Linked DNA regions of Sus scrofa: region 1 is linked to region 2. Evidence: chromatin contacts called from public targeted proximity ligation data. All regions are on one chromosome and are shown on one strand. The core of a region is the stretch at or near the end of the contact, and the rest is flanking DNA. Distances in the headings are between cores, read along the strand shown.

Evidence for each region.
Region 1: a contact with region 2 is called in a targeted proximity ligation map of alveolar macrophages, with 7 times the contacts expected there. A contact is called at or near these places in 1 of 47 Hi-C or Micro-C datasets (fibroblasts) and 1 of 2 datasets of targeted methods (alveolar macrophages).

The regions. Positions count from the first base shown.
Region 1 is chr4:14,509,742-14,513,875 of Sscrofa11.1, forward strand. All of the region lies in intron 4 of NSMCE2 (E3 SUMO-protein ligase NSE2), which reads right to left. Among named protein-coding and RNA genes, the nearest start is that of WASHC5, 86 kb to the right of the region's middle.
Region 2 is chr4:14,106,201-14,110,125 of Sscrofa11.1, forward strand. No RefSeq gene overlaps it. Among named protein-coding and RNA genes, the nearest start is that of TRIB1, 190 kb to the right of the region's middle.

The DNA of each region.
Region 1 (4,134 bases), core at 965-3,464, 400 kb after region 2:
GTGGTGACGGGACAGATGAACAGATGCACTACGGTACCTCTAGACGGTGACTACTACTTGGCAACACAAGGCAACAAACTGTAATACTAGCAACACTGTGGATGAAACTCATGCATTCTGCTCAGTGAAAAAAGCCACTTAAAAGACTATACACAACACTGTAAATCAACTATACTGTAATTTTTTAGAATTCAAAAAAAAGGGCTACACACTGTTAAGATTCCATGTATGTGACATTCTGGAAAAGTTAAAACTATATGGAGAAAAAAAAAAAAAAGGTGGTTGCCAGGAGCTGGAAAAGGGGGGAGGTGTTGGCTACAAAGGGGTACCCATTACACACATCTAATGACTATAAAACGTAAATCCTCCCGACCTCAGAGTTAATGACTTAACAAGATAATTCTTTTCTTAAGCATGATGTGTCCTGTCCCCAGGACATTTATTCCTATTCTAGGTTTAGGCTGCTTTCTGGACACAGATGGCATCACACTCTCTCAAAATAAGCCACCGGCAGAGAAACACCCATAGTTCACAGTGTGTTTAAACTTGCTGCTGACTCATTTCTCCCTTGATAACGGAACCCTTCTTTCCTAATAACTTTAATTAGAGCCATCTCTCATCCTAAAGCTTCCCCTTTCCTCAGCCATGTATTTATCCTTGTGACCTCCTGACTCTGAGACACCGGGGAAATATGTCCCCTCCAGGATTCAGTCAGCTAAAAACAGAACCTGCATTTTTCACACATTCTTCTCCAGCACGTGGACGTCACAAAGATCAAAAGGGATGATGTGCGTGCATGGGATTACTGTTGTTATGCTTGAAATACATTTCATGGAACTTGTTCTAAACTTGTGGCGCAATAAATATCTTGCCCCTCTCGGCCATAGCGCGGTTAACTATTCACACCGGAAATGGCATTCCTAGGCACCATTTACTGAATGTGTTGCCCAAACCATGAGATCTGGCAGAGGAGGGCTCAGTTTTAAGTCTCACTCTGAAACTTACCTTGTGACCAACCCACTTGCCTTTTATAAGTCTCACTTTTTTGTCTATAAAATGGACTTCAGCTGCTACCTGTTTGTCTCGGGGCAGCACTGAAGGCAATGTCATGCACACATTAAGTGCTACCTAATGCCTGATGTGACCCCCTACTCCCTGACCTCTACATGGAAGGGACTAAGCAAAAGATTCTCTCTCAGCCAGATGAAGCAGCTTCCACCAGTGTCATCAGAGGCTATCAAGGCAGATCTGTGATTTGGGAGACCAAACACACTGCTCTCTACTCAAGAGTCCTATGACACATCCGTTTTTTTAAGAGATGAATGAGATGCTTGCTTGAACTGAGACAAGAAAAAGCATGAAAGTGTTTTGAAGCATTGGCACGGCATACGGGAGAAAGAACATGAATTTTGGTGTCACCAAAACCTGGGTTTGAATTTCTGCACTTATGGTCTTACGGAAATCGTATTACCTCTCTTTGCATATTTTCTAATCTATAAAATGGGTATAGTTCTCGTGCAGTGTTGTCAGAAATAATAAAGTATCCATTTGTATACATTTGCTATAATAATGTACACAAATACCACACCCCTTGTATAGGTAGGTCCTCAAACAATGCCTGTACATTATTCATTAATTCAACAGGTATTGACTAAGTACCATATGTAGTAAGCACTATAGAAAGCTTGGTTATTACTTCTATTTTTACTGTCTTTGAAAAGGACCAGGGAAAATCTAGAATGAAGGCAGAGCAGATGGGCATCTTTGCTGTTTATTATAATGCACATGTAGGAGAGCCAGTCTTTCACTACCAAAGAGCTCCCTGATTGCTTAATGGCCTGACTAAAACTTCGCCACAACAGAAATAATCTAATTTGTTGTGAGCCACATGGGAAGTCCAGAAACAATCTAAGTTGAATTTATCTTTTTTCTTCACTAATTCAGTTATTTACTTGGCATTCCAAATCTGCTTTAAAATGTAAAAACTCCTAGGAAATAACAACTTTATGAAACAGAAGAGAGAGGAAGGGTCATAGCTCTTCCTAATTCTCCCTCCCCCTGGCATCTTCTGTCTTCCAATTCTACTGCTTGCTTAGAGTTTTGCAACCTCAGGCATATCACTTAATCTCTCTGAAGCTGCTTCATCATTCAGATGGGAATGGTAGCATTTAGCTACCACTGAAGTTAAGTAATGCCCTACGGGAAAGAGAAACCATATGGGGTGGGAAACACAAAGAAAGCAGAAAGACACAAGAATCAGATGGAATGACTCACAGAGAAGAGGAAGAGAGAGAGAGAGGCAAATACACGAAGAATAAAAATGCATAGGGCATAGCTTTCATTCAATGACTATGAGTTCTCAGGCCAGGGATGCAATTCTGCCTGAAAAAGCCAATGTCTCTTATGAAACTTATGACTTTCACCATTTCCCAACAATGCACGGTCACGCAGCAAATGATGATGGCTTCATCAACATCAAGGGAAAAATGAAGAGCTACTGAGAGCCACAGAGAGGATACAAGTGTCTACAGAAGGGCCACAAACTTAAATTTTTATACATTTGCTCAAATGTTCTAAGCAGTCACACAAAGTGAGCCAAACTCAATTCTTGAGCATGATGCCACTATGGTATTAAAAATGATATTACTGTCTACACTACACATTTACACCAACATATCACTATAACAGGTTATAATCACAAAACCAAGTATGTGGCCTTTTTTGAGTAATTTAAAGGCTTTTCAAAGACAATATAAGTTCTTAACCTTTGCTGCTGACTTTAGAGCCCAACCCTGTACGTGCTAATAATTTTCTTCCTCTTCTTATTCTCTTCTCTATTGATGACACAGTACTGAAGGGAAAAGGTTTATCATCAAACTACCTTAACTAGGTTCTGACCCTCTTTTTCTAGTTGAATAATCCTGTTCCATAAGTACTACCTGACTGATTGGGTGAGGAACAAGAGGAACACAGAGATGAATAAGATTACTCCTGCCTTAAAGGGTCTTGGGCTTTGGTTAATTTCAGACCAGCAGTACACACTGTCTGGATAGACAGTTATACTTTACAACAAAGAGATTTATAGGTTCAGGATTAAGTCAGGTTAGTCACAACTTGGTGTAGTTTAAATGCATTCGACGTATTTCTAGGCACAGTCTCCCTCTTGGCACTACCTCTATGTCTCCCTCTTCTTCCTTCCAGGCTTCAAGACTCACACACACCTTCTCCATCTTCAGAGGTGCTCGTCTTCTCTATAACTCCACCTTTCCCCTGCTTCTGGATTAGGAACTCCCATACCTGGCCCTTCACCATAAAGTCTCCATCTGCTTTTCAATAGAAACCACTGGATTTCTACCATACATTCCCAAAAGACATGAAATGCACGTCTGGCCTTACTTTGAAGTATCCTGAAGCAAAGCCATCTCCTTCTCTGAAGAAATCGTGATCTACTGTTAATTGGGCAAATGAATGCTGATGTCCCTTGTTACGTGCATAACAAGGCACTGAAAATGGCATCACGAGAAGGCAAAATCTGAGGTCACCAACTGACAGTTTTGTTTGCACCACGGTTTCAAAATTTAGTAACTGAAAAATAATCAGCTAAGTTTCTGAGTTTTCCAAAAGAATCCGAAGATCTGGCAACACTGGGTCCGCCCTCACTCACAGCAACAAGGAACTGGCACAGCTGGCAGGGCTCCTTTACGTAGGGCCTAAGCTTTCAAGCGGATGACAGTTCTCCTGAAGATTCTCGTGACCATCGAGGACCTGTGCTGTCCATACTCTGTGCCAGGACCTCAAGGAATATAGCAGGAGGCAAAACACACAAGTCCCTACCCTCGTGGAACTACACTGTGGCTTTGAATAGATGCTGAAGGAAGGGGTAAGCAACCCACAAGGAATAGTAAAGGTATTCTAATGCTCCTAAGGAACCATCTATCATCTGTCTGTCTGTCTGTCTGCCACGGCATGCAGCAGCTTGATGTGGGATCTCAGTTCCCAGACCAGGGATTGAATCCGGGTGGCAGTGGTGAAAGTGCTAAATCCTAACCACTAGATCATCAGGGAACTCCCAGGAACTCCCCATTTAACAGGATCCTTGAGGAAATTCTTTTGCGACGTGAATGACCACTCCCT
Region 2 (3,925 bases), core at 1,026-3,525:
CTAAAAAGACAAAAAAAAAAAAAGAAAAAAAAGAAAAAGAAAAATCCTCATTCTATCAAGAGGAACCAGGGCTGGCTGCCAAGAGAGACAAGGCAGTCCTTTCTTTCAAACAGCCTTCTTCAGGCTTCAAGCCACCTGAGACCCAGCCCCAGGTCTGCCTGTGCCCCACTCCCTTCCCAGCTTGCGCAGTGACTTGGGCGAGTCGTTGTACTTCTTTGCACCTGATTCCTCACCTATGAAGATGACAGCAGTTTTTCTACCTGCTTCACAGGGTGGCTGTAAGGATCAGGTTTGTGCAAAAGCAGGCCAGGGACTGATGCGGCGATGCATGCAGATGGAGGCTACGGAGATTGGCCAGGGAGGTGAGGAGGTGGGGTTCTGTCCTTCTCCCACCTAAATGGCAGATGAGAGAAGGAGAAGGAGGCTGCTAATGTCAAGGACAACCACAGCCATGACAATGACGCTTGTCATCTCAGAGCAGATTCTGTACACAGGCTGAGCAGCAACCAGGTAGAAATGGGCAAGGCTCAGGCAGACCCCTGTTTCTCCTCTCCCTGAGAGCCCACCTTGGTTTAGGGCATAATCCTAGACCAGGACACTCACATGATTTAACTCGTTTTGGCAATTTCTTTCCAGCATTTTTTGTTTGTTTGTTTGTTTGTTTGTTTACATTAAGGATAAGTGTTCCAGGGAACGTGTCAAAAAGAAAATGATCAGAGTAGAATGAGTGGCATCAACTGCCACTGATAACCAAGGCTCCAGGCAATAACATGGATATGCTGCCTTTCCTCCCAGATGCTCAGCAAGCAGGTGCAGATGAGATCTCATATTTGCACCAGACGCTTCCCCTGGCCTCACAGGAAAAGTGAGCCCCTCCCCACTCAGGGATGCTCTCCCAAGATGTTGCAGCAATCTTTATGAGCCAGAGAGCAGAGGAGGGCAACTGATGTTTATTGGGTGCTAACGAGTACTTTACTTAATCCTCACAATTATCCTATGCAATAAAAATCATTATCCCCATCTTATAGATGAGACGACGCGAAGTCTTAGAGATAAAGTGACTTGTCCAAGATCACATTGCTAATAAGCAGAGGCACTGGAGCTTGAGAAAGGCCTGGCTCAGAGCATTGGATGCTAAGTGCTGTGGGAAATGCAGACATCAATGTTCCAGGGTTAACACACCCTTTAGGGAACTTTCAGTCCAGTGAGGGAAACAACAGGTGCAACTGACATAAAATATAAGGTGGGCTGCAGTAAGCAGAACCTGAAAGTAATGGACTCTGAGTTCCCAGAGGAAGGAACAATGAATTTTGACTCCGATCCAGATGGCACTTAAAGGGGACCATGAAAGATGGTAGAACCACAGCAGGAGGAGAATGGGGAGATGCAGGGGAGGGATGGAGAGGTGGTGGGGGGATAGACACTAGCCTGGCAAAGGCCTGGGAGTCTGAGAATACCTGCCAGATTGCTCAGTCAGGAAGGTAGAGACCACGTGACTTTCCTGCTTCCAGTTCCTTCTCTTCCAGGATAAGGCGCAGGCACCTAAACCAGCATAACCAGGGCCTTCAGACACTGGGCTCCCCCAAAAGCCATGAACTGCCATAGTCATGTCAGTCTCCCCAACTTTCCCCACCTTCTTTCACACTGAGATCATTATTTTATTTTGTTTTGTTTTGTTTTATTTTTTCTTTTTGTCCATGCCTGTGGCATGTGGAAGTTCCTGGGCCCGGAAATGAACCTGTGCCACAGCAGCAACCCAAGGCACAGTGGCAATGCCAGATCCTTAACCCACTGAGCCACCAGGGAACTCTCAGAAGTCCTTCTTCTTTTTTTTTTTTTTTTTTTTTTTTTTGCTTTTTAGGGCCGCACCTATGGCATGCGGAATTGTCCGGGCTAGGGATGGAATCAGAGCTGCAGCTGCCAGCCGACATCACAGCCACAGCAACGTGGGATCTGAATCGTGTCTGTGACCTATACCACTGCTCGTGGCAATGCTGGATCCTCAACCCACTGAGCGAGGCCAGGGATCAAACCTACATTCTTATGGATACTAGCTGGGTTCCTAACCCACTGAGCCACTATGGGAACTCCTGAAGAAGCCTTTTAGAAACAGGAACCAGAGAGCACAGAGCACATCCAAGCTCTGGCTAAGGTGGCTGGGCACTGTCCTGGAGAGTTGGCAGTATGCCATGATGCCAGACACCACTGCTGTGGCCAGGTCTGGGGAGGGGTGAGAAATTGCCTTGTATGCAGAGGAGCTCTTGAGAAATACTACGTGAATAAGTGGAAGCCTTGGGAAACCACCTATTATATGACTAAGGCTCTGAGACATCTCTGTTGATGGCCTGGCAGAGCGCTTGCCAGCCGAATCCATCACTGAAAACCTCAGAGAGCTTCTGGGTGCATTCAGATTATGGGTTGTGGGAATCTCAGGTCATAAAACTTTCGCCCAGCTGCTCAGGTGCCTGGCCAGGCAATTAAGGATTCTTTCAAGCAGATCAAAAGACGCTGGTGAGGTGATCTCAGGAAGCTTCCCTGTGAGGAAGGCAGGAGTCAGGTCTCATTATCCTCATCTTACAGATGAGAAAAGTAGGTTCCCTGGTGACTAAGTCCCTTGCCTGAAGTCAAACAGCCAGCAAAGGGTGGAACCCAAAATGAGCAGCTCAGTCACCCAATTCCCAGGACACCATCATCCCAGAGCCTCCCATTCCATGGAAGCTGGAGTGCTCCCGGGAAGTCTGGACCCACATTTGGGATGTTAGGGCATGGAGTGGTCCACAGGGACTCTTCCAACAATTCAGCATCCATGGACACTTAACACATCCACGCAGTGACTTGGCATCTGCCCTTTGCGACATCAAGAACACAAGACCCCAACCTAACAACATGGTTATTCCTTGGCCCCCTTCTATGCAAACCATTGCAGAGGGCATCCATTTTAGCAGTCATCTTACAGAACTTCTGTACCTGACTTCAGATCCCAGTTCTGTGCTAGTCCCAGGACCTAAGTCTCACTTCCTGCATATGAGATTTGGAGATAATTCAAAATTCCTCTCCAGCTGGGTTATTGTGAGGTCAGGTGCATCAAAAGCAGAGCCGAGAGCCCGGCACGTGGTAACCACTTATTAAATATCAGCAATTATTAATGGCATTGCTCATATGAGAGATCTGAGCTTGAAAAGCAATTCCCCGTTCTTTAGCTGTTCACAGCCTGCCTGCTAAGGGATTAGGTTTGACTTTTAGTATTTGACCAACTCCCTTCCTTCCAGGACACGGAAGTTCATTTTTACTCTTCTTTTTGTGTGTGTGTGTGTGTCTTTTTGTCTTTTGTTTTTTTTCTAGGGCCGCACCCATGGCATATGGAGGTTACCCGGCTAGAGGTCTAAACAGAGCTGTAGCCACTGGCCTACACCACAGCCACAGCAATGCAGGATCCGAGCCGCATATGCGACCTACACCACAGCTCACGGCAATGCCGGATCCTTAACCCACTGAGCGAGGCCAGGGATTGAACCGGCAACCTCATGGTTCCTAATCGGATTTATTTCTGCTGCACCACAACGGGAACTCCTCATTTTTATTCTTAACAATCTCAGCTACTTGCCATGTTTTAAAAGCAAAGTATACCTGTTATAGCCAGAATGCTCTAAAAGTCAGAGAGGCATCTGGTTTGTCATGGCCTCAAAATCCTCTCTGGGGTCCTGCCTTGTACCTCCCTAGTCTTTCCATTGCCATCTGGTCATCAGCAGGACCAGGGTCCAACCAATGAAAGGCAGCTAGCCAAGAGAGGCCAGAGGTTGGGATTCTGATGCAAGTTGGCATGGGCGCCTGTGGTCCCTGACTCTAATAGCATCTTGGTTTGCATCAGTGTTATGGTGTCTCCTGACCTGGAAGACTGTTTCTCCCAACGAACCCTGGTTACTCA